Linked DNA regions of Ovis aries: regions 1 and 3 are each linked to region 2. A link is a contact called in public Hi-C data. All regions are on one chromosome and are shown on one strand. Each heading gives the region's core, a stretch centred on a gene start, on an enhancer-like site or on the middle of the called end of the contact. The rest is flanking DNA. Distances are from core to core; before and after follow the strand shown. Region 1 has its middle 17 kb from the start of NKX2-2. Region 2 overlaps KIZ (kizuna centrosomal protein). Region 3 holds the start of NKX2-2 (NK2 homeobox 2).

Evidence for each region. A called contact is a pair of places that touch in the nucleus more often than the background predicts.
Region 1: a Hi-C map of hypothalamus shows a contact between it and region 2, with 5 times the contacts expected there. The contact joins two enhancer-like sites. A contact is called at or near these places in 9 of 16 Hi-C or Micro-C datasets (blood, hypothalamus, liver and 3 more).
Region 3: a contact with region 2 is called in a Hi-C map of hypothalamus, with 4 times the contacts expected there. The contact joins the promoter of NKX2-2 here to the enhancer-like site in region 2. A contact is called at or near these places in 2 of 16 Hi-C or Micro-C datasets (blood and hypothalamus).

What each region holds. Positions count from the first base shown.
Region 1 is chr13:40,314,789-40,318,996 of ARS-UI_Ramb_v3.0, reverse strand. No RefSeq gene overlaps it. Among named protein-coding and RNA genes, the nearest start is that of NKX2-2, 17 kb to the left of the region's middle. Within about 2 kb of position 1,661, at least 3 of the 54 cell types and tissues checked have an H3K27ac peak or open chromatin away from gene starts, as enhancers often do. A contact at or near this core is called in hypothalamus, where this site is marked.
Region 2 is chr13:40,123,800-40,128,089 of ARS-UI_Ramb_v3.0, reverse strand. All of the region lies in intron 10 of KIZ (kizuna centrosomal protein), which reads right to left. Among named protein-coding and RNA genes, the nearest start is that of XRN2, 49 kb to the left of the region's middle. Within about 2 kb of position 3,014, at least 16 of the 54 cell types and tissues checked have an H3K27ac peak or open chromatin away from gene starts, as enhancers often do. A contact at or near this core is called in hypothalamus, where this site is marked.
Region 3 is chr13:40,331,236-40,335,452 of ARS-UI_Ramb_v3.0, reverse strand. NKX2-2 (NK2 homeobox 2) reads left to right here and starts at 1,731. Exons shown (of 3, transcript XM_015099673.4): 1 at 1,731-1,807.

The sequences.
Region 1 (4,208 bases), core at 412-2,911, 190 kb before region 2:
AAATTTCAGGCGACTACCCCCTTTGTTTTTCTATTTTCCAGAACTGCTGTCGTATAGTAGAATCATCTAACTGGATAAGAGTAGGAACCCCCCCCCCCCATCGCCACACTCCCAACCCCAGCCAAGGAAACAGTCTTTTCCTTACCTATTGACTATTGGGCTTAGTCGAGACCTGGTGTGGATTTCTCCAGCCTTTTCAAGAGCCTGGTCATTGAAAAGCTAATCCAATATTTACCGAGCATAAGGACAGTTCTCAGACGTATTTATTAAGGCCCTACACTAAGTGATACTTGGCCTGAAGACAAAGATTAGGGGAGGGGGCGTCCGGGTGCACCCGATCCAGCCCGGGTGGGGTCTCCGGGGCCCAGAACTCGGCAACCAGACGCGAACTTTGGAGTTGCCGAGGTTCCTCTCCCCTGCTTAAGTGGCGTGTGGATTAGATATTGTGTTGGCCGGTATTTCAGGAAATATGTACTTGTGGCTTCCTGAGAGGCCGAGCGCAATGACACTCTAAACTGTGTCGATATATCATCTTTTATCCAGGATCTGCAAATAAACCCCTGATCCCCCAGCGCATTATAGCCACCGCTATCTCTCCAAGGAAGCGATCTGAGTTTTATTGCTTTCACCAAAGCCCCAATTTTCTCTCTCTCTCACACACACACATACGCGCACACACACACTTTCCTATCCCATCCATCCTGTATGGTTTTTAAGGACTCAGTCCCCCCCCCCCCCCCACCCCCCGCTTCCTCCCGGGGCATCACTATTAATAAAAAGACGACTAGGCCTCGGCGCCGCCACCCGAGCAAGTCAAGAAATGCAGGCCCGCCGGCCACCAGCCGCGCCAGGGAACCCGTAGACGCACGGGCCGGGATAGAGGGCAGGAGACCCCCGGTGGGCCGCGCGCCGCCGCAAGGAGGCGCTCCAGCCCCTCGGCGCGCCCAGCCTCGCTCCGCGCCCCGGGAGAGCGCCGGGAGGCAGCCGCGCCCCTCCTCGAGGTCCCCGACCGCCTTTCCACCAAGGCGCAACCAGGCCCAGTGAGGAGTCGGCGGCTCCGAACCCGGATTAGAGTGTGTAAATCGGCGGCGAGCTCGGCAGGTGCCGTTCGTCGATGGGGCCACCTACGTTTGCGGACCACTCGTTTACTCGACCGTAATTTTCCCTCCATCCTTCTCCCTCCAAGGACGTGCCCCAGTCTGCATTACATTTGTGCATAAACAGCAAAGCCGTCCTGCGGTCCAGGCGCGCGCTGGCCACGGGGAGGGCTCCGCGACGGGCCTCAGGGAGTGGGGTCCACCACCTCGAGCCGACCCCTCGCACGTGTCGGTCCCCGTAAGGGCGGGCGAATGGTGGCTCCAAGTGTTTCAGGGAATAAAAGAGCGATGCTGAAAGGGAATTCCGATTCGGATGGAGGGCTGGAGGGCTGGGCTTGGAGTGGGGGGCGGGGGGAGGGCAGTGTCCTATGAAGGAGAGACTCTCACCTGTCGCTCACCACCGAGTCGGGGGCTGCAGCCACTACCGCTGGTCCTCGATCCCAATCCGGTGTAGGTGCGGCGGGCCGCTCCGGGGGGCGCACGGTGGGCGGTGAGCTCTCCGAGCCGCTGGCCGCTCCGGGGAACTCAAGGTGGGCGATGCAGCCTCGCCGTCCGGCCACCAGAGGGAGACGGCGCGCCGACGCCGGACGCTGGGGTCCGAGCGAAGGAGGCAGGACGGCGCCCCCCACACCGGTTCAGAGCCGTCCCCCGGCGCTGAGGCCCCGGTGGGAGCTCCGGATTCGCCGAGGGTAGGAAGGATGTCGGCCCTTGGGTGCCTCCTGAGAAGCTGGGTGCGGGGGGCAGCGGGCTGAGGGCTGGACTGGTTCAATGCGGCCACGTCCGCCCGCCGAGCCCAGGGACCCCAGCTGCAGCGCGTTTGGTTGATTGTCCCGGGAATACCCGTCGTGAAACTGCCTCCCGTCCGAGGAGCGCGAGTCTCCCACACGTGCGTGCCTTTACTTTCTGAAACCCCCCGCCTTCCACACCCGCGGCGAGGGGGGGTGGCAAGTCGGGGAGGCGGCAGTGCCCAGGGTGTCCGCGGGGTGGCGCAATTGGATAAGAAAAGGCCGGCGGCGGGCGCCTTCCAGACTGTCAGAGCAGTGGAGCTTGGACACCCGCGGACAGGAGCTGGGTGGGTGAGGCGTCCTTTACGCTAGGGTTGGGGCGTGCGGGTGGTGTGTCCACTTATTTGGGAGAAGGCAGGAAAGATTGCTCAGGCTTAATTCCAGAAACTTTAAAACTTTCTGCCCTTGATTCCAGTGAAGTTAAAACTCTCTGCCCTTGAACTCGGCGCCTGGAGCTGTGATAGAAGAGTCTAAAGGTATATCCACCCAGCCCAGGCACTTTTTCCCTCCTCCCGGCTGCTGACGCCATCCCGGTGTCACCGCCACCCCACAATCAGGACGCAGAACATTTCCATCACCCCCGAAGTGTTCCCTCCTGCGGGGATGTTTCTGAAAGACTTAGGTGAGAGAAAGCACCACCCCTTCCTTTGCTGCTGTTTCACCTTGTAGGGTGAATGGTGGGAAACCCGGTTTTCTGACCTCAGCCCCATACCAGGAGGTCGTGGCAACCACCGTTTACTGAGTATCCGCTGCTGCCTACTTCATCTTATACATCTTATGCTGTTCTTCCTACATCATCTTATCTGATTATCACCCCTAACCTGTGCTCCTGCAGATGAGGAAACTAGGTCTCCATGAAGTACCTACCCCCTAGGAACCAGGCAGTGTCCTGGCAAAGAAGTGGTCCAGAGGGTGGAAGGAGGTGTAGCAGGTGCTTTGTGCTACTTGGGGAGAGGAGGGGCGGGGTGGGGGTGCCCGGAGGCTCCCTCCTGTTCTGCAGAAAATGGCTGGGTGGCAAGCTCCTCCACAAAGCAGAGTTTGGGGTTTCCAGCCCGCAGCCAGCCCTCAGGTCCCAGCCCCTTGACTCCCTCAGAGAAGCCAGCACTGCAGCTCCCTCTCTGGGGCCATCCTGGGCCAGCAAGTGTGCCCCCCAAACTGAGGGAGAACAGGCTGGGGGTCCTCCGAGTCTGTTCTCAGCTCCAGGCCTGTGGCCTGCTATCTCCCCAGTTCTGGTGACACAGCTCCCCTCTGCACACTGCGCACCCCCAGACTGATGAAGGGTACAAACGGCAATTGATTTTCAATTGCCAAAGGATCTTCTCTTTGGGTTTCCCTGATAGCTCAGTTGGTAAAGAATCCACCTGCAATGCAGGAGACCCCAGTTTGATTCCTGGGTCAGGAAAATCCCCTGGAGAAGGGATAGGCTACCCAGTCCAGTATTCTTGGGCTTCCCTTGTGGCTCAGCTGGTAAAGAATCCACCTGCAATGTGGGAGACCTGGGTTCCATGCCTGGGTTGGGAAGATCCACTGGAGAAGGGAACAGCTACCCACTCCAGTATTCTAGCCTGGAGAATTTCATGGACTGTATAGTCCATGGGGTTGCAAAGAGTCAGGCAGGACTGAGCAACTTTCACTTTCATATTTGTATCTTTAAATGATTATCCATCTTTTACCTGATGTGTGGGAAACAGAAAATAAGTTATGTTCTGTGGTTCTGGTGCTGGTCTTAACCTGAGAAATTTACAAGAAGTATTAAAGGCATTTTACTTAAGTGTTTGCTTCCAGACCTCTCCATGTTTCTTTAGCTCTGCAAGCTGCAACATAAAGGAATGGCCTTGGCATATACCATAAAAAGTTGGGAGGATGGGGGTAGATATACAAGGCGAAGCCCAAGGAATCCGATTTTTGTTTCAGACACCAGATAGTTCAACTGTGAAAGCACCTTTCAGAAATGGCTGGCCCTTCTCCAGCAGTCATATAGCCAGCTCCTTCCAACCTGAAATGCTGCAGTTGAAGGTCCCTCTCTGGTGAGTCTGGATGGAGGGAGTGGCTCCAGGGACTGCTGCAGGTGCCAGCACCGCAGGTCACATGGGTGAGGCGTCCAGGTCATGTGGCAGGAAGAGCAGGAGGACGCTAGAGCCCAGGATGCCAGCCAGGCCTGGGGTCACCAGCTCCCCTCGGTGGTGGTCTACACAAGAAATCAGCCCCCTTCCATCTCTCCCACCACTTCCTGATGGTCCTCCCAGGGCCCTCTCCCTTATTAACTATTTGCACATGAATCTTTGTCTCAGGGTCTAATTTAGGGGACCCCACACTGTGCTACCCT
Region 2 (4,290 bases), core at 1,765-4,264:
CCATAGTCTTAACTAGACGGACCTTTGTTAGTGTCTGCCTAAAGGCACTTGATCAACATTTGATGTTAGATTATTTAATCTGCATGTTTCTATTTCTATGTGAGTTCAGATGAGGTTGTTCAAGTGTCTACCCAGAAACATGTTTCAAAACTAAACATCCGTGTTCACCAAGGAAGGTGGAAGATGCTCCTGGGTGTTTCCAACACCATTCTCACCCCTTGCTGCTGTGGCTGCTGCTGCTTAGTCGCTTCAGTCATGTCCGATTCTCTGTGACCCCATGGACTGCAGCCCACCAGGCTCCTCTGTCCATGGGACTTTCCAGGCAAGAGCACTGGAGTGGGGCGCCATTGCCTTCGCTGTCTCACCCCTTAGGGGCAGGTGTTTTTCCCTTTGGAAAGCCATCCCTGCAAGTCGACGTGACACTGCAACGCAAGGTTGGTTATTACATGTGATTTGCAGGGTCCACATTTCTTTCTCTGGGCCACAGCTAACTTAGAGTCAAGGCCAGTGGGGATGGTGTGAGGAATCTCCTGGGTGCGGACAGAGCCATCTTGTGCACCCATTACTGTAAGGTACCGTAAGAGAAAAACCCAAACCAAAAACACTCCCCAAAGCATCAGAATACAAGAGTTCAGGTTACAGGCCATGGGCTAGGTCCCTGTGTTCCATCAGATGTAACGCATGTGGACCCCGACGGCCTGAACTTCCCCAACAGTGTGGACGTCACACCTCTGGTCTGTGTGGCAGAGGCAGCAAAGGTGAGCTATGGATGGTAAATGGCACAGGTGTGTGGTCTCCGTCAACTACTTACTTGACTCTGGCTGCAGCACAAAGACAGCCACGGGCAGTGTGTGAACTAGTGGATGTGGCTATGTTCTGATCAAACTTGACATAGAGGTGCCGAAACTTGCATTTCATATAACTTTCAAGTGTCAGGCAGCATTATTTCTCTCTGAATTTTTCTCAATTGTTAAAAAATGTAAAACTTCTCTCAGCCTGCAGGCTGCACCCAGAACCAGACAGAGGCCCAGGGCTGGGACCACTGAGGCCTTCAGGAAGCAGGGCCTCATGCCCAGGCAGTAAACCAGGGAGTCTGCCCTCCCCAGCCTCGTGGGTGACTCCTGCAGTCCAAGAGGGCAGGGTTTGTGGGTTCTTTTTTTTTTCCCCTAGAAGTTCACCATTCGACTGGAGGTCCTATTTCCAAACAGCTCTTTCAGGTCAGACACCAGGACAGCTGAGTGGATTAAGGTATGGCCACGCCCCACTGGTCGCATTCCAACAGGACAGCGTCTCTGCACTGTGTCCCGGAAGGGTGGCACCTCCCCCTCCGCACAGGGAGCACCCTGTGCCCACCTGTCAACATTCCACCACTCTGGCTTCATCGCAAGTCTTCCCTCTGTCTGTCCATCAAGCCATCTCAGTTTCCCATGTTGTTTATACATTCCCTTGCTGTTGATAAGGGATTAGGACACACGATTGGGACAACTCTCATCAAAATCACTTTTGTTTTCAGCCCTGCTACATGTAAGAAGTTAAGGTTGGCCAGGGTCTTAAATAGCAGGTCTTATTCTAAGCACAGCATCTTGTGAGCACCTAGGATGTGATCCTGCTGACATGGGTACTAGAGAAAACAGCTGTAATTGACAGTTATCGACTGTTCATGTTCTATGAACAAAAGGTAATGATAGTGCTAGAAATAGTCTACATAGTTAACATGAAAGTGGAAGTCACTCAGTCCCGTCCGACTCTTTGCGACCCCACGGGCTATACAGTCCATGGAATTCTCCAGGTCAGAACACTGGAGTGGGCAGACTTTCCCTTCTCAGGGGATCTTCCCAACCCAGGGATCGAACCTGGGTCTCCCACATTGCAGGCAGATTCTTTACCATCTGAGCCACCAGGGAAGCTCTACGGGTTCCTAAGAGATTCTTTATCAAGTCACACCAGGGCTCATGACACGCTGTGCTCGTGAAGGGGTGTCAGGGCTGTCAGGTGAGCACAGGGTCCCGGGAGGCAGGCCCAGGCTTGGCGGGGTGGGCAGAGTGAGGGTGGAGCAGGCCCCAGGAGCTCCTCAGAGCTGGGGAGGTTCTAATATTAGTAACACACTGACTCTCAACCTCATGGTCAGTATCATATTTTTGAAAGAAAATTGTATGTATAGCCCATTAACAAACATACCTAAGTTACTGTGGCTTTGAGGCCACGTCCATCAAGTGTAGCAGTGAGACTTCGAGGGTCCTGCCAAGAATTTGGTCTCTGGTGCTGGGGACGATGAGGAAGCCCCCCCCCCTACCACCGTGGGAAGAGTCCTTGCAGTTCTAGGGTCTGATCAAAAGCCAGCAAAGAATAACTGACTTATGAGAAGACGTGGTCTCTAGACTCTGAATTCTGTAATTTCTAATGATCTTGACTGCTGGCTAAAATCAGTGTTAAAATGTCTCACATAGCGTCTTCAGCTAGAATTTTCCTCCGGACATATTTCTGGAAAAATATAAGGCAAAAAGACAATTCAGAAACAAAGAAAAAAAAAAATCCCAATCAGCGTGCCAACAAACCACTGTGAATCCTTGATTTTAAATTTTCGAGGTCTACTGAAGGCGGAGAGCTTTAATTAGACAAAGTCTGAGCGCCCCCTGACGGTCAACCAGGGGCCCTGCAGGAGATGCCATTTTTAGGGGTCAATTTCCTCACTCCTTCCCTTCAGCCAATCAAGCAAAGACTGTTCTTTCAGGCCAAGGCGAAGTGCGGGTGGGGGTAAAGTAGGCGGGCTTATGAAGAGAAACATGTGGAATCTTTAGGAAGCTGCTACTTTGGTAGAATTTAAGGGGAATGTAGACTTGCTAAGGCAGAGACGCGGGGCTTTTACCCTAGAACCTCAAGGCCATCCAGGAAAACCTTGTGTTTGTTTCTCTGGACTACGAGTTCCTTGTGATCTTCAGATCGTTCCAGGGGAAGTGGCCCTAGGGCCAGGCAAGCAGAGCCAGGATGGTCCCACTGGAGCACGGCTGCTGCCTGGCGCCCTCCACCGGCCGCTCCCGGGGCCGCAGGGCTGGCCCTGAAAACCACCCACAGCGGGCCCTGCCAGGGTGGGGCAGCCGGGTGACTTCTGCTACCTTTTCCCTAGGCAATTATGTTACAAGCACACTTCCTTTTCTTTCGGTAAAGGTTATCTAGATCCAGGCAGTAAACTGCAGTTAACGTGGTAGGCGGTTAAAATACTCTCTTCAGTTGAATACATGGATCCGGGAGAGTGGAAACGGCTTCCTGGGGAAGGTGGGGCGAGACAATGTTTGCGGAGGAGAGGAAGCTCCGGCATGCACCCCTGAACAAAAGGGGACAAGTGGTCTTTACTCGGAGAACAGCTTCCTATTAGGACTCACTCCTTCGTACATTATGCCTTTCATCCCCACTCAACCACAAAATGATTTTGCTCAGGCAAATACAATGGGAGAAAAGATTTACACTGAAAGAATCTTTAATAATAAACTGTTGCCGATCTGCCTACTTGCCCGTGATTTATAATACAATAAACATCGGATTCTATTACGCTCAGGCACTGAAGCCGTGGCTCGGGAAAACGGAATATGAAAGCACAGGGACCCCACCACCATCACAATGAAATGAGCAGGGATAAATGTGCTAAGAGTATCTCTTTGCATCTTTTATAGCTGGTGTGTATTAATCTGTAACGCTTATTAAGAAAGTCATTGCTATGCAAAGCAGCGCCCAATCCCTTTCTCTGGCTTTTCAACAGAGCGCACTGTTTAGCCAATAGGACGGACCCTCTGGCCCTCATTCTGCATTCATCACAGGCAACATTTGCACAATGTATCTCTCAAAGGCGGCTGAAAGGAAGGCCTTAATACTCATGTAAACAACTGCAAACCAATTACTTAATGAATCAGGCCCACACATAATGAGGTGCAGACAAAGAGCTATAAATGCATTTTTGCGCCCAAGCCGCTGCTTTAAAGTAAAATCCCTCAGCTGTAGTTTGGGCTTAACTAGCACATCATAATTATTGTCTCTAGGACATCAGAGGAAGCCATTTTTTTTTTAAAGGTCCAGCAGGGTCTTTTTTTTTTTTTTTTTGAGGTTGCTCATCAGCTCACTGACAAAATAGAGCAAAGAAGAATTTTTAAAAGTGCTACAGCAGCACTGCGCTGTTATGTTTATTCTCGAGTACTGGGTTTCGAGACCACTTGTAAAAGCAATAAAGCACGAGGAATGACTGCAGTAAGTGGGGTCCTTAAATGTAAGCCTCTAAGAAATTTCAGTGAGTCCAGGCAC
Region 3 (4,217 bases), core at 482-2,981, 210 kb before region 2:
TGCGGAGAGGCTTTGTAGTGGTTAGTACTGAAGGTTAAGAGGTTCATTTCATAGCTCTTCTTTGCACCTGTTGCATGGGTTCCTCCCGCTCCTTCACCCCACATCGCTTCTCCCCTTCTCTCCCACCCCTGTCAACGGCATCATTTTTCTACCCTTAACTGCCACTAAGGACAGTTATCCAGTGAACACGGACCCAAGGTAACTTGTAATAGTGAAGTCAAATGCTTATGTTTTTCCCTGCAGTAGGGCAACATTTTTCATCTCTGATTTTCCTTGGCCAAATGGAGGATGTCATTCAGGGAACCCCAGGTGTTTTGAAGATGAAAAGGAAGGTAGGGGGCCCAGCGCAGTGCTTATTAACCACAGAGAGAATTTGGTTCCCTTCAAGAAATAGCAAAGTAATGGCACAGGAGCGATGATGACTCTTAATGAATTCATGTGAGTAAAGTGTGAGGTGACCAGTTTGGGGACGTGCAGTCCAGAGGCCACCTTCTGGAGGAGAAAAACGAGACAATTGTCTTCTATTACTGCACCATATTGACCTCCCTTTCCGGAATCACACGGGGCCACTCTGATTTCATGTCCAATGCAGAATTGCCTCTGTCTGAGTGCTTCAGCTGCCGCTTAATTTAAATAAGGTGGCTGATATGTGACACTGCAGTCCACAGTCAGGCTTGAGGCAGGACTAATCTCAGGTCCTCCTTCAGTCAGTGGACTGTTCCACTTCCATCTCTGCCTCCTCCTCAGAAACATCCTGCCTAGGGGGTCAGGAGACCCCACCCCCACCCCAAAATCCCACCGACTTGCAGGGCCCGAACATCTTCAGCTTTCAAACACCACCTCTCCTGTTCAGACTAAAGTCCCACCGGAGGTATCAACCGTCTGGAACATAAAACAGCCTCCCAGGCCAGATTGAAAAAAAAAAAAAAAAAGGAGCGGAAAAGCTACAGAAATCAACTCCAGAGGCGGCGTCTAACCCTGGACAGGTGGCACCTTGGCACCAATGCATTGCAATCACTTTCTTCCTGAGCTGCAGGGCTGAACCCCTCTCCCAGAAAGACCTACACCCCTCAATCTGGAGCGGGGAGTGCGCTGGGGGGAGGAGCCAGGAGCCTGGGGCTAGAGGTCTATGACCTCCCGCCGAGCCGCGCTATCGGCCTTGGATCAGCTATCTAGTGTAAACGCGGTTTCACACATGAATAACGTGCCACATCTGGCCCTGCGGTTTTATGGCGTCTTAGCGACCGAGCAATTTATAGATGGCGACCTTGTTAGGCAGCAGCCCGGGCTCGCCTGGAGCTGAGGGGTCCGAGACCACGCTGGGGACGGAGGAGGGGCGAGGGAGAGGCGAGGCCTGGGGTCTCAGGTCTCCGGCTCCTAGGGGCCCTCCAGAGAGGGACCACCCGCCTGTTTGGGGATGGGGGTCGCAGCAAGGTGGCAGCCCCCCTCCTTCCAAGCCGGCCATGTGGCAGCTGAAAGAGCCATCGAAGCCCAAGTGTGTTTGCGCTCATACCCAATTTATTACCGCTGAACATATGGCCAATATTTTGACTCACGTCAGTCGGGCAAGGAAAACAAACAGAGCGCGCGGCGCTGGGGAGCGGCCCCCTCCGCTGGGGCTGCGCGGCGGCCGCGGGGCCGGAGCCCGGAGGGTGGGGCCACCGGGCCGGGAGCCGGAGCCGGGAGGGGGAGCGCTCGCCGCGCCAGCGCCCGTGCGCCCGCGGCTCTGCAGCAGCCCGCGGCTCGGGATAAAGAGCGGCCGGGGATCCGCGTGCTCCGCTGGCCGGGGCTCCGGGCGCAGCTCCAGGTGAGCCTCCCGCTCGCGCGTGGTCCGGGGTGGTCGGGATCTCAGGGTGCGCTGCTGCGCGAGGAGTCGTACCGGAGCTCGGCGTCGCCCCCACCCACCGCCCCCAGCTGTCGCGCCAGCAGCCAGCGCGGGCCTCTGCCGCCGCCGGAGACACGAACGCCTCGGGGCCGGGACCCTGACGCGCGGGCCCGGGTGGGGGAGAGGGGTCTCGGGGTCCCACGCACAACTGCCTGAGCGGCCCCCACTCGCGATTCTCGCCTCGGCTCGGGGATGGGGGGGAGGGTGTCGGGAAGCAGCAGGTGGCCAAGTGCCGGGCGTCTCGGGTCCTTCGCCGGCTCCGCGGGTCACGAGGGGGGCGCTCGGGGTGGGACCGAGCCCCGCCCGCCGCGCCCCCCGGGAGGGAAAAGTTTTACCTGCCGCCGAGGCCAGGTGTTCCGGCCGCGGCGCACTTTCCAGCCTGCGGGGGAGCGGGACCTCCGGAGGCCCGCAGGTGCAGGCGCCGGGGAACGCCGGGAGGAGCGGCGCGGCGGGGCTTGGAGCCCCGCCCGGGAGGGCGCGACGGGGGAGGGGCACCGAGGAGGGGGGTCCCGGGTAGGTGGGGGGGCACTAGATAAAGGCTCGCCAGGAGATTCGGCCGGGCTGTCGCCGCAGCGCCGGGAGTGGGAGGCGGAGCGGGCGCGCCGAGCGCCTCGGGCCCCTCCCCATCGCTGGCTCGGGAGGTTCCCGGGCCGCCCCAGCCCCAGCCAGGAACGGCGCGCCTCTGCCCTACCTTCGCGGGTAAGTCTCCCTGGTGCGCGTCGGGCCGGGGCTGCTGGCGGAGGCGATGTCCCCCAGACAATTTGGAGATGGCGCCTCTTGGAGAAAGAGGTGCTCTTCGGGCGGAACTGGGCCACGAGGTGGGGTGGGGGGTGAGGAGGAAAAGGGTGAGGGGCGGGAATCACCATCAGGAAGGACCAGGGATGGGGGACCGAGCTGGGGTCAGTGGGGGTCTTTGCGGAGGCGGCTCCAGCCAGGACTTTGAGGGGTCGCGCCAGGCGCCAGACAGTTCTCGTTTGTGTCAGTAGAGATCGCCAGAGGATCAGAAATGCGCCTCAGTGAACTCTGCTGAGGCCCTGGTCTCCTAGGGGCGCCCCCTCTGCACCCCCCTCCCCAAACACACACACACTGCGAGGAGGCCCTTTGGCGCGCCTCTCGCACCTTCTCGATCTCGGTGGCCCTCGGGGATGGAAAGGGGGCGTGCATCCAGCGGAGATCTGTGGACCTCGGGGGCTCAGACTGGTGAAATGAGAGAGCCCCAGGAATCCCTTCTCTCCGGTGCTGGAGGACCCTCGAGAGTTGGTTCCCCGCGTTCCAGGCTGAGCTCGCAGGCTCCGCGCTGGCTGGAAGCGCGGCCTCTACGCCCTGGCGAGGGCAACAAGGCGCCGAGCCTTCAGCCCAGCTCCAAGTGCCGAGTACTAACCCGTTTGGAGAGGCCGCTGGCTTTTCGAAGTCTTCTGGGAATGATTTTGTCACGTGTTAAGAAGTAAATTCAGATAAGAACGTGCTTTCGGCGTCGTGTTTTCTGGAGAAACCCAAATCTCCTGCATTGAAATCACCCTTATGGGGGGGAAGGTCGAGCTTGGCTGGAAGAACGTTCCTGAAGGCAACACTGACGCTGCGTAATCTCGTTGTAACATATTTAATCATTAGAGAAGCGCGAACGAATAGAGCAAAGGGGTGAGCCCGGGGGGACGTGGCGTTTGGTTCCCCAATAAACCGGTGACAATGGATTGGCTGAGATGGGCTCATTTGGCCTAAAGGGGGCTTAGAGCTACGTTTTTTAAAGAAAATATTGGAGGAAGGCCCGTTCCATTTTGCAGCGCGCCCCGAGCCACATTTCCTGTTCAATTTAACATCCATGAAAGTTAAACGGCTTTTCTCGCCTTTTATTTTATTGGATGCATTTTCAAAGATCTCATTAAAGCACATTTATCAAAGTCCTAACATATGTCCGCCGGGTCTTACGCCCACACAATGAGGCTGATTAATAGAAAGAGAAATCCTAATTTCTATTACAGTTTATGTCCTCGGGAAATGTCTGCTTTTTTTTTTTTTCCTGAGGCAGATAATTGGGAAAGTGATGTGTCTTTCACCTTGTAGAAGGGGGGGTAAGGGGTCACCTCTAGCTGATACCTGCCCCCTGCACCCACGATTAATTGCAGGAGGGATTCCAGGCTCTAGGTCCCAAAGATAAGCTCGCTCTGAGGCTTTATAGAGTTCTTGGGGCTCCAGGAAGAGGTAGGGAGGGGGGTTCAGATATAGAATCTGAGCCCTGTCTCTGGGCCTAGAAAATTTTTCTGCCCAACATCTTCTTGAAAGGACTACCCTGGAAGGCGCCCTCATTCTTCCCCTCCTGTGGTAAGAGTTAACA